2 separate regions of the Anas platyrhynchos genome follow, and region 1 is linked to region 2. A link is a contact called in public Hi-C data. All regions are on one chromosome and are shown on one strand. Each heading gives the region's core, a stretch centred on a gene start, on an enhancer-like site or on the middle of the called end of the contact. The rest is flanking DNA. Distances are from core to core; before and after follow the strand shown.

What was found. A called contact is a pair of places that touch in the nucleus more often than the background predicts.
Region 1: a Hi-C map of subcutaneous adipose tissue shows a contact between it and region 2, with 1.7 times the contacts expected there. The contact joins the promoter of POLQ here to the enhancer-like site in region 2. A contact is called at or near these places in 4 of 8 Hi-C or Micro-C datasets (F1 follicle, liver, skeletal muscle and 1 more).

Annotation. Positions count from the first base shown.
Region 1 is chr1:84,156,889-84,161,981 of IASCAAS_PekinDuck_T2T, reverse strand. It overlaps POLQ (DNA polymerase theta), which reads right to left and starts at 3,715. Exons shown (of 30, transcript XM_027449663.3): 1 at 3,525-3,715; 2 at 1,000-1,182; 3 at 307-437. The coding sequence starts at 3,687. METTL16 (methyltransferase 16, RNA N6-adenosine) reads right to left here. Exons shown (of 9, transcript XM_005014969.6): 9 at 4,169-5,093. The coding sequence ends at 4,900.
Region 2 is chr1:84,072,745-84,078,138 of IASCAAS_PekinDuck_T2T, reverse strand. It overlaps SPICE1 (spindle and centriole associated protein 1), which reads right to left. Exons shown (of 17, transcript XM_027449681.3): 10 at 5,335-5,394; 11 at 4,573-4,720; 12 at 2,780-3,004; 13 at 585-979. Among named protein-coding and RNA genes, the nearest start is that of SIDT1, 11 kb to the right of the region's middle. Within about 2 kb of position 3,843, at least 1 of the 8 cell types and tissues checked has an H3K27ac peak or open chromatin away from gene starts, as enhancers often do. A contact at or near this core is called in subcutaneous adipose tissue, where this site is marked.

The sequences.
Region 1 (5,093 bases), core at 2,466-4,965, 84 kb before region 2:
TAAGCTTGCATATTATAAAATCTGCCAATGCATGCAAATAACAACAATCTAACAGTCAAAAATAAAATGTTTTAATCTACTCCTTAACTTGTTTTATTTTATTTTTAGAAATGTCCCTTTTTTGGCTAAATCTTTCTTTTTTTTTTTTTTTCTCAAACTTAATTTAAAATTTGATCTCATTCTACCACAATTCACTTCTGAAACTATATTGCAAAATTATTATTTTTTCCCCTCAAATCCATGCAAAAACTTCATTTTAAAAAGCAACTATAGGCCAGCCATTTCCTCTCTTTGCATGTTACTTACCTGCAGATAACATTTCTTCTCCTTGGCCACAGAGACAAAGGGAAGGATGAAAAGAGCTTTCTTACGGGTCTCCAAGACTCGCTTCAGAATGAGCAATTCTGCAACAAGAGTCTTTCCGGCACTGGTAGGAGCTGAAAAACGTATTTGATTTTTATTATTATTCATTTTTAAAGGAAAAAAAAAATTGTCCAAAGAGTAAACATCATAAAAACAGAACAGAAAACAAGGAGAATTTGGGGCAAAGCTCTTCAATTGATTCCCATCTCACACAGTCACAACTACACTTGTAGTTATCCCAATAAAGGGTCAAGAGATCATGATCCATCAGATCCATGTTTCTCCAATTTAGAGACAAGGATATCATGTGGACTATGATACCATGAGAACCATGGAAGATGTGTAACATAGTAGGGCACAGGCATTACTCAATAATCTGGCCCAATGGCTTCTGCAACCAAGTAATAAAACTCAAATGAATGCCTAAGAAAATCACCCTGCCCCCACTTCTAAGCTGTTCTCGCCCCCATTGCTGCTCTGTGACCTTCTTTCCATGTAGAGTAGACACCTAAGTTGGTGTTTCCCACAGATTTCTAGCTCACCAGTCCTGCTTTTTCTGCTCCCTGCACCCCAACGTGTTCTTGTGAATGGCACTGGGAAAGTCAGGGGGATCGCTTCTGTGAGACGTTTGCATACCTGAGTAAACCAGGTTCTTTCCTTCCAGAACTTGTCCGAGCATTAGGCATTCTGCTTGCCACTCAAACATCTGCACTACTCCCAGACTGTGATATTTCTCCAGAACTGCTTTCGGAAGACCCCAGCTTGCGAGGAGCAACTTGTCTGCTTGGTCTTCGGGAACATTTACTTGCTGGTATTTCCCTTTGGGTGGAAAGAGGGGAAAAACAAACAAACAAAAAGTATCATCCTATATCCTCCTTCAATCTGAGGTCATCATTTAGGTCAGATACTCAAATGTCAAACTTCTTTACAAGCTCTGTATTGTGGGGAGAGGTAACGAGAAACTATCTCCCCCATATTTTTCAATATTTCCTATGAGTGTTTTATCCTTCTTCTTATCTCCTGATATCATCTTGTCAATTTCTCCTCGTATTAGGTTTTCCACATTCAAATAATTTCTTCACCAAACTCTCACTCTGATATTTGCTTTTGAGACAGAATAGCCATGACCAAATACAGACTCGAGCAGAATTTCAGCGGTGATTAGTGTAACAGCATTACAAAGTATTTGCCATCTCATCCTTACTCAGGCTGTTTCCTTTTTAGATTATTGCTACTGATCCTTCAGTAATCCTCGCAGATTATAGAACTGCCCAAGCTCTTTTTTTGCTTTACAGCTGAATTAAAATAACTAACATAAAACAAACAGGCAGCTCAAGCTACTCTGTACAACGTGTCGCTTCTGTTTTTCAACACTGATTAGTATCTTTACCACATTGCCAGTTCCTCTAGCTTAATTAAGTTCTTTCTGCTTATTTCTTGTCTTTATAACTCTAGATAACTTTGTGCTGGCTACAAATATTGCCTCATCCCTGGCTCTCTTTTTTTTCCAAATCATTAGGATAACTCAAACCTTTTGTCCTTTTCCTCACCTGAGACAGAAAACAGATTTCTGCTCCACAGCGATGCCTCCCCTATCATCCACGACTACTTAGTTCCCATAGCAGCATTTTGCAAAAGACCTCATCGAAGCTATTTGAAAAACAAGTCAGTGTGTGTACTGGCTCTACTGTACCGATTTCTACCAGCACATTCAAAAGAAAAAATCTAAAAGGAATTTTCCACCATTGTTGTAACAGTGGAAGGGCAAGGTAGATCAGAAAAACACTGCCTGCTTATGCTTGTAGTACTATGTACTGTGTAGCATCTAGAACTTATATTCAACATATGAAAAACTGCAACAACCTTCCTGAGGTTAACCCCAACCTAGCAATCACTGGTACTTGACCACTGTCCTGTGCACAAATACATAAAAAAGATGATATAGCTCAGCTCTGTGATAATCAAAACACTATACAAATACTGAACAAAACATTCAGCACTATTGGAAGTGAATAACAGCATGCCACAAGGAGAACAGGCTTCCCATGGGGCATTTAAAGGAGATCGGGTTTGTCTGTCCTTGACTGCCACCAGCGTGGCAGAATTAGGATTTGTAACCCTATAAAAGAGTAAAACAAAATGCACAAAGGGATCTCAAGCTTCTTTCCTAAAGTTAAAAACAGTGAACTATGTGTAAAAAGACAGCATGAGTAAAGGATTACATGATTCTAATGTTGGAAGAATACCTTGAGATTAGCACTGAACATAAGTTTCAAAACTTGTGCCTTAGGAAACAAGTTTTAAAGACCCATGTATACAAGCGCAATACTGCACTAACCTCTGTAACGTACTAGAAAAATGCTAAGAAAGTCAAAATGAGGATGAGACACACTGCTGGATTTAAAGACTGGGCATTTAGACGCATCTGAAGGAAAACCCTTGCAGAACCTGGGGTGAGGGGGACACACTGAGTCCTGGAGGTGTCCTGAGGAGACACGCACATCGCCTCGCTCAGCTCCATTCACAGGAGCTGACAAAACTGCATCTTGCAGCACGTAGCCACGCTGGGGAGAAGACGCTACCTGACTGCAGAAGCGGCTGGGAGATGTAAATCATTTAGAGAGTGATAAAAATATTGTGAGATGAAGTTACGAGCACCTGTGTCAAACGTTGCACATATAGGTGAGATATCACGCAAAACCACCACACTCCCCTGCCTTTGCAGGTATCAGGGCACTACGCAGGAACACTTAATGCCATGTTTTTATATCTAGTCCATTTCACCAGCTTCTTGTGCTCTTCAATCAACTCCAGCCAGGCGCTCCTCCCCGCACCCAGGCCATACGGATCGCTGTGCTGTGGCAGCACCTAGAGGCCAAGCCAAGCACAGGACCCGCGGTTGAGAGGCACCCAGCAGCACCGTGCCCGCCTCCAGCCGCCTCCCCTCACCTCCCCAGCGGGGCAGCAGAGCCGAGGAAGCCCCTCGGAGCCCCAACGCACCCCCCGGCCCCAGAGCGCACCCCCAGCCGCAGCCCCTTCCCTTCCCCTCCCTCAGGGAGAACCGGGCAGCACCGGGCGCTCCCCCCTGCCCTGCCCGAGGGCTGAGGGCGCCCACAAGCCCAACGCGCCGCCGGCAGCCCCGCTGCCCTCCCAGCCGCTACCTGGAGAGCCGCTGCCGTGCAGGGAGCGCTGGAGGCCGGGCGGGGGGCTCAGCACGGCCGGGCTGGGGGCATGGGGGCTGAGCGGTGCCCCCCTCCCCGCCCTGGGGGCAGCGGCCGCCCCGCCGCCGTTAGCGGGGGCGCCGCCATCTTCCCGCCGCGCCATTCAAACGGCGGCCTCTGCCCCCAGCGGCCGCAGCGCGCGGCTCCCTGAGGTGTTTTTTTTCTTCCCGTCCGTTCCACAAAAACAAATTCGGTCCCAGTGATACCTTTTGCCTCTTCCTGGCATGCCCCAAACACTTTTGTGGAGCTGTACGCAAGTGTGACTTGAGATTCTTCCCTTATTGCTACAGACGCAATGACACTAACCCGCTTTTACACCAATGACGCCCTTTTAATTACTTTTCCTCCATCCTAATCGCTATTGGTTTTCTTTTTGGAAGTGTAACAGCTTTGGTTAAGCAGCACTGAGGAGTGTAAGCTACTCATGTTGTACAAGGGGAAGGTGGAGGTAATTAACGAAGCAGGACACTGCAGTCTGCCTCAGAATAACAAGTGCATCACAGGCACACGGGCTTACCTTGTGAGGCTTGTCATCCTTGCATAAAACAGGCTGAAAAGATAAGCACACGATAGCACAAACAGACTTGCCTTCTATGTTTTCAATAGGTCACCTAGCCAGAAATAATCTCCTCAGATTCTGAAGGTGTACAACTAATTTAACTTCTCCAGAGACATCAATATTTAGGCATTAGAATGAAGTTTATAGAAACCGGTGCTCACTTACAGTAAGCTCTTCAGTGTTTCAAAGCCCAAACACCAGAAAAATACATCGTATGTATTCTAAAGTGATTTTTCTAAAGTGATTTTTTATCTGATTTGATAGTTGGAGGATATATCCATCCTGCTGCTCTGTAGCCCAACAGGTAAATGCATTAAGGGAACAGAGGCATACTTAAACCCTCAGCTGAGGACTCAGCTGCAGACGGCAATTCCCAAAGCAGGTAACAATTTCCTGCATTAGTTTGAAAAAGATTGAAGAAAATGTTTCAGTAAAGATTCCTACTTGGTAACAATATATATATATATATCTTTTGCATCAGAAAAAAAGACCAGAATGAGCACTGTTGATATTCGAAATGGTCACAGTATAGACACGTTGCACTGTAACATTTTGTTTTACAACTGAAGCACAAGAGATACTATTTCCCAGCATTTCATTGGACATGAAGTGATATTTCATGTACTCCTTGCACGTTTAAAAAAATATATTTAAAATATCTCCACTTTACTATTTTTTTTTTCTGACTGAAAATGTTAAACCATTACAAAGTTTACAAAATTTGAGGACTCATTCTACCAAAGTGGGGAAAAAGGGCTAACTAGCAACTAGTCGAAGAATTTGGTTCCGTAAGTATGTGCACAGCTGGTTCATCAAGTCTCTGTTCTGTCCTTCAACCCAGTGCATTTCTACTAGTACATCGTTTCCTTCTTTCTTCACATTCATTAAACACTTGAAAAGAAAACATCTACTAGTTTCTTTAGGACTCTGCCCTTTTTCAACTGCTGGAT
Region 2 (5,394 bases), core at 2,594-5,093:
GCCAAGACAGATCCAACTAGTACGTATCCTAGTATCAAGTATTTGCAAGAGATGTACCCACACTCACTCAAATTCCATGGGTTTCTGGGTGACAGTAGCAGAAGAGATGCCATGGCATGGATTTAAATACATATTTTTACAAACTTGACAAGAACCTGTGGGTTGGTGCAGTGTTTTCACTATTAATATATTTAACGCTTGGACTTGATGATCTTAGAGGTCTTTTGCAACTGAAATGATTCTATGATTATCCTCTGTTATTTCACTGATAGTATTATCCAAGCTGCAAGAGATACACCTATTGCAATCACCTCTCTCTTTGCAGCACAACCATACTCAAAACTTATAAACATGCTGCACACATGGGGCTTTTCAGCACTTGTATACAACATAGGTCCCATATGAGGAACTATTATTGACCTCCTAAGGGAATCGTAAAATCAAAGTCCGTGTGAATGAAAAGAATATCTGTTTTGCTACTCTTTTCCTTAAAAAAAATGACAGGTAAGAAACAGTCTAGAAGCATAAGTTATAGGAAAGAAGACCAGCAAAAAAGGGAATCCATCCTTCTGTTAAATTCTCACCTGTCCTTGTGAAGAGTCTGAACTAGGATTTGTATTTTGCATCGAGTCTGGCTGATGTAGGCAGGCACTTTTGTCTTCTGAGAAGCTTCTCAATTTGCTCAACTGAGTTTTAATTAGCGAATTCTGCTGTGTAAGCTCAGCTATCTGTCCCAACAGATCACTACTTTGAGAGAACTCTTCAATTGCACTGTTTTTTCTGGCATCAGCTGGGCAGGGCAGACTGATTTTCTCTTGGGAACTCTCCAAGTCTTTGTCTGCAGTAGGAATTGGTTGCCTTTGAGTGATAAGATTGGTTTCCTCAGTTGTGCTCTGTGTTCTCAGGGAGGAGGGTGAGCTCTTTTCTTTGCCTGGTTCTCTCACAGTGTTTTCAGTAAACTGAGAAATTGTTGTAAATACTACAAACAAGAAATAAAGGAACAGTAATGAAAGAGACATGATTTTTTTTTAAAGGAAAATGAATAGGAACTTTATTGCATCAGGCTAGTAATAACCAAGCAGGAATTTGAATTGTAATATCTAGCCTAAATGGCATATGTCACTGATCAAAACCACTCTATGCAATATCCTGCTGCAAGGACGCAACAGCATTATTTCCTGCTGCAAATAGTCTTACATCGTACATGAGCTTGAGAGAAAAGTCAGGGACAAGAGAAATGTTTTGAATGTCTTAGCTGATATATCAACCACTGCTTCTGTGTAAGCTTCTGTGTAAGTCCTCCATTTTCCAAAAACCAATTACCTTATCTAATAAACTGTAAGTATGTATTTTCTACTGCTGTTTATATTGGATTGGTAACGTAACAAAGCTTTTGGAATGGTGCAATACAACACTTCTGGAATAATAATTTACCTATTCCCTAAGAAGTTGATGCACCGTGGCCAACGGAAATAGTTAAATATTCTTGTGGTCACTGTTAGCAAACTGGTAACACACCACACACATGACCAAATATGTTCCAGCGCTGTCACCCGCAAAGTCCAACTTGGATTTTGTGATCAAAAGCAGGGGTTCCATGTTTTACATACCAAATAGCCATTCTTTCCCAAGCATCAGCTTTTGCCACTGGAGCAGAGCATGACATTCAAAAATTTAAACCTACATCCACTGTTTTATGAACCATTTTACCATTTTTTACAAAAAAAATACTCAAAAAGTATTTGTTGAGCCATTTAGCATTCTTCACAGTCTCAAAGGAATAACAATGCATTTCTCACATACCTAACTATAGCAAAGTCTACGAGTATGGTTTCACGTTCCTGTTTCAAATGGCAGATGTCTGACAGTTCTCAATGGGACTGAAGCCAGATGATGCTCTTTGAAGAAAACTATCTTTAGTTCATTTCCTCCTTATTTATTATGTGTCTTTTCACAGCACTGCATACTACCAGAAGCTTGAACTAGATATAAATTTCCAATTGTTCTGGCAAGTTGTTAAAAATTAAAGGGACTTTTTGGTTATTTTTCTGACTAAAAAGGGTTACAAATCAATACAGATGACAGGGGTAGGACAAAAGGAGAGAAGGCATAAAGCCACACTGCTGTGGCTGTTCCCTGTCAGCAACCAAACCAGTCATTGACACAGTCATCTGTCCCTCAACAACACAGCTTTACAGGGGCCCATCACACTCAGCAACCTCAAAAACTCCCAAAGCCTACAAATCCTGACTGTGAGTTAATCTGGCACCACGTAATTTCACCCCAAACTTCTTCAACCACTTCCTGTGTACTACTAAATGAAACCCATATGGAAACCTGCTCCCAATTTTTTTGGAAAAAAATCTTTGCTGGGGAGATTAGCTCAAGGAGTATGCAGCCTACAGTCATCCCGGATTTCCAGTCTTCAGTGGTTCCACCATTATAGGTGACAGAGACTGGATTACACCACCAGTAGAGGGGAAGCTCAGATTATGTGCTGTAAGTCGTAGACAAAGAGCTACAGCAGACAGCGACAATCAAAGCCAGTACAAGTTAAAAATGCCCGTCTGGATTGTCACTGACAGAGGACTACAGATGGAGAACTGCAGGGGTCAGAAAGTCTAATGCACATCTGAGTGAAGAAGCAGGGTATTCCAACTACAGGACCAAGGTGTTTAGGCATTCAGATGTAAAAACTTTGATAGAAAAGACATCTCCAAAGAAAATCTGAGCCTGAGAGACTGAAATAGTAAAAGCCTACTTTGGCCAGAGATCTCACCATTCTGGAGGGGAGACGATTCCTGATTGCTCTTCTGACGAGGTGGTGACAACAGGACAGCTGGCTGGAAGATGTGAGCCGGCAAGCTTCTACCTGCTCCTACACCACTTGAGGCACTTGGCTTCTGAGGAAACTTGAAAGGCAGTTCTTCTTGTGGTAACTTCAGCATATTTTCCCTGTTGCCTTCATTGCTCCTGGGCTCAAAACAGCTCAAATCAGCTTTTTCTAAAGAAAGAAACAAAGCAAGAGTAGAATAAAAAAATAGTTTTAGAGCAAGAGTAGTGTAGAAAAGATTGCCAACAACAATTCTTATGTTCAGATATCTAAAAAGACAGAATAGAATATATTCTTCACATAATCCTAAATTCCTTCTGGTACCCCAGTACAAAACTCTCACTAAGACATAAAAAAATCTTTACTGGGCTTAGGAGAGCAAAAAAAAGCTATCATACACAGGCTCACAATTGCAGCATACTGGTAAGAGTGCTGTTTGCAGCCCATGCACAAGACACACAGACGTGTGACTTGTAAGGCACAGATTACCAGGGAGGCAAAAAATGAAAAGTGTGGAGTCAAAGCTGTAGCCAGCTGTGAGAACACAGTAATTTTAATATGCCTGCATACGCTGCTCCCTTAGCGCTATCTTTGAATTCACCCTTAATGATTTTGCTCAGGATATTTGTTCCCAAAATCAAAGTTACCAGAAAATGAGGGAGAACGTTTGTGATCCCAAAGTACAAGAGACAAAAAACACTCTGCAAAGGCAGAGAGACAAGCAGAAGAGGCTGTTTGCTTAAGATATTGTTGATGGTTCACATTACTGAGATGGAATTTAAAACTTTCCACCCCTTATATAATGATCCTGGCAAGAGGTGAGACACATCTTCTTCCCCTGCTTCACCATGCAGAGCTACCTTTCCAAAGCATCCTCCTCACATGCTGTTTGTCATGGTATTTCCCCCTCCAACTCCTTCTTCAGCAACCCTCCCTCTCTCCAGAGATGTTCTACGTTAACTTACCCCTGGCTGCTTAACAGGTCTAACCTACTGTTGTTTCTGGTCAGCAGCGACCTCCAGTGTTTAACGGAAGAACCAATCTCATACTATTAGAGTGCCTCAGCAACAGACAGGCAGGGTCCTGCTTCAGCTGGACATTTCTTACTTTTTTTTAGTTAAATTTTATTTTACTTTTTAAGATTCTTAGGATTCATAGAATCGTAGAACCATTAAGGTTGGAAAAGACCTCTAAGATCATCTAATCCAACTATCCCCCTACCACCAATGTCACCCACTAAACCATGTCCCTAAGCACCACGTCCAACCTTTCCTTAAACACCCCCAAGGACAGGGACTCCACCACTTCTGTAGGCAACCTGTTCCAGGATTAACCTGATTTTGTAAGGCATCTTAACAGGGTAAGGAACAGAAGGATGCCTCCCACTTGTGAGGAAAGGCTATTCTCCTTCTGCCTTCTTTTTCAGGAAAATAAAATAAAGACTTGTCACTTAAAAAGTTCAAACCCAAGATCTGTCTTTATGGATAATTTCCAAGTCCAGATCCAGATACATGAATGCCAGTGGGATGGAATTCAGCCTATAATACTACTTAAAAAAAAAAGCCTGTAGCAAAGTGCTTCTGCTCACAGCAGAAACCCACGGCATATGAATTTCCAGAAGTGACATTCAGGTTCACAAGAGGTGTTTATTCAAGTAGACATCTATTAAATACCAGATTTTCTACTGCAGAAATAAAGTAGCCACAATTCCAGTTTTCTCCACACACGCACATGCATACCTTGGCCATTTGCTGGACTGTTGCTTGCAGTTCCAAAATGGTTTGGACTTTGTTCTCTTCTAGGTTCTACCAAAGGGAGACTTTTAAATGCTTGAGTGAGAGAGGTTATCTGTTCATCTGTTACAATCATGTATTGCTGAAGTTTCTTCTAAGGATGGGAGAGAGAGAGAAATATTTTTTATTCTAGCAACATAAAAACAGGAATTAGAAAATTACACACCACAAGCAGCACTGAGAATAAATTTGGCCTCTTAATACCACTGTATGTATTTGTGAGATTCCACCGAGATATTATTCATGTCTCTATTCCTGCCTCAAAAAAAAATCTCATTTTTTCTTTTATTTATCATCCCACTTCCTCTCCAAGGTTGTTTACTGTTTCATTGCCAAAGGTAACTAATAAAAAAAAAAAAAAAATCTACTTCCACCACAAGCTGAAGAAATGAAAATGTAGCATTACATCTATTCCACTTCGCTGCTCCAATATTGGCAGGTGCTTAAACCATTAGATTGTACATAATAAAGCTCAGTTTTCAGTTTCACGGAGCTAGCATTTTGTCAAGCTTTAAACATAATTAAAAAAATAAAATAAAATAAAATAAAATGCTGACTTTACAAACACCCCTTTCCCACACCCCATGACTGCTGTTCTCAGACTCCTCATTCAATTTTATCACTTTCTTTCCTGAACATACGGACAATGCATCTCAGCCCATATTTGTAGCAAAACTCAGTAGCACGTTGGGGAAAGGGGCTCAGTACCTGTATAGTAATGTTTTCTTCCCTCGCTAGAAGTATTTCTGCAGTCAAAGCATCAATCAG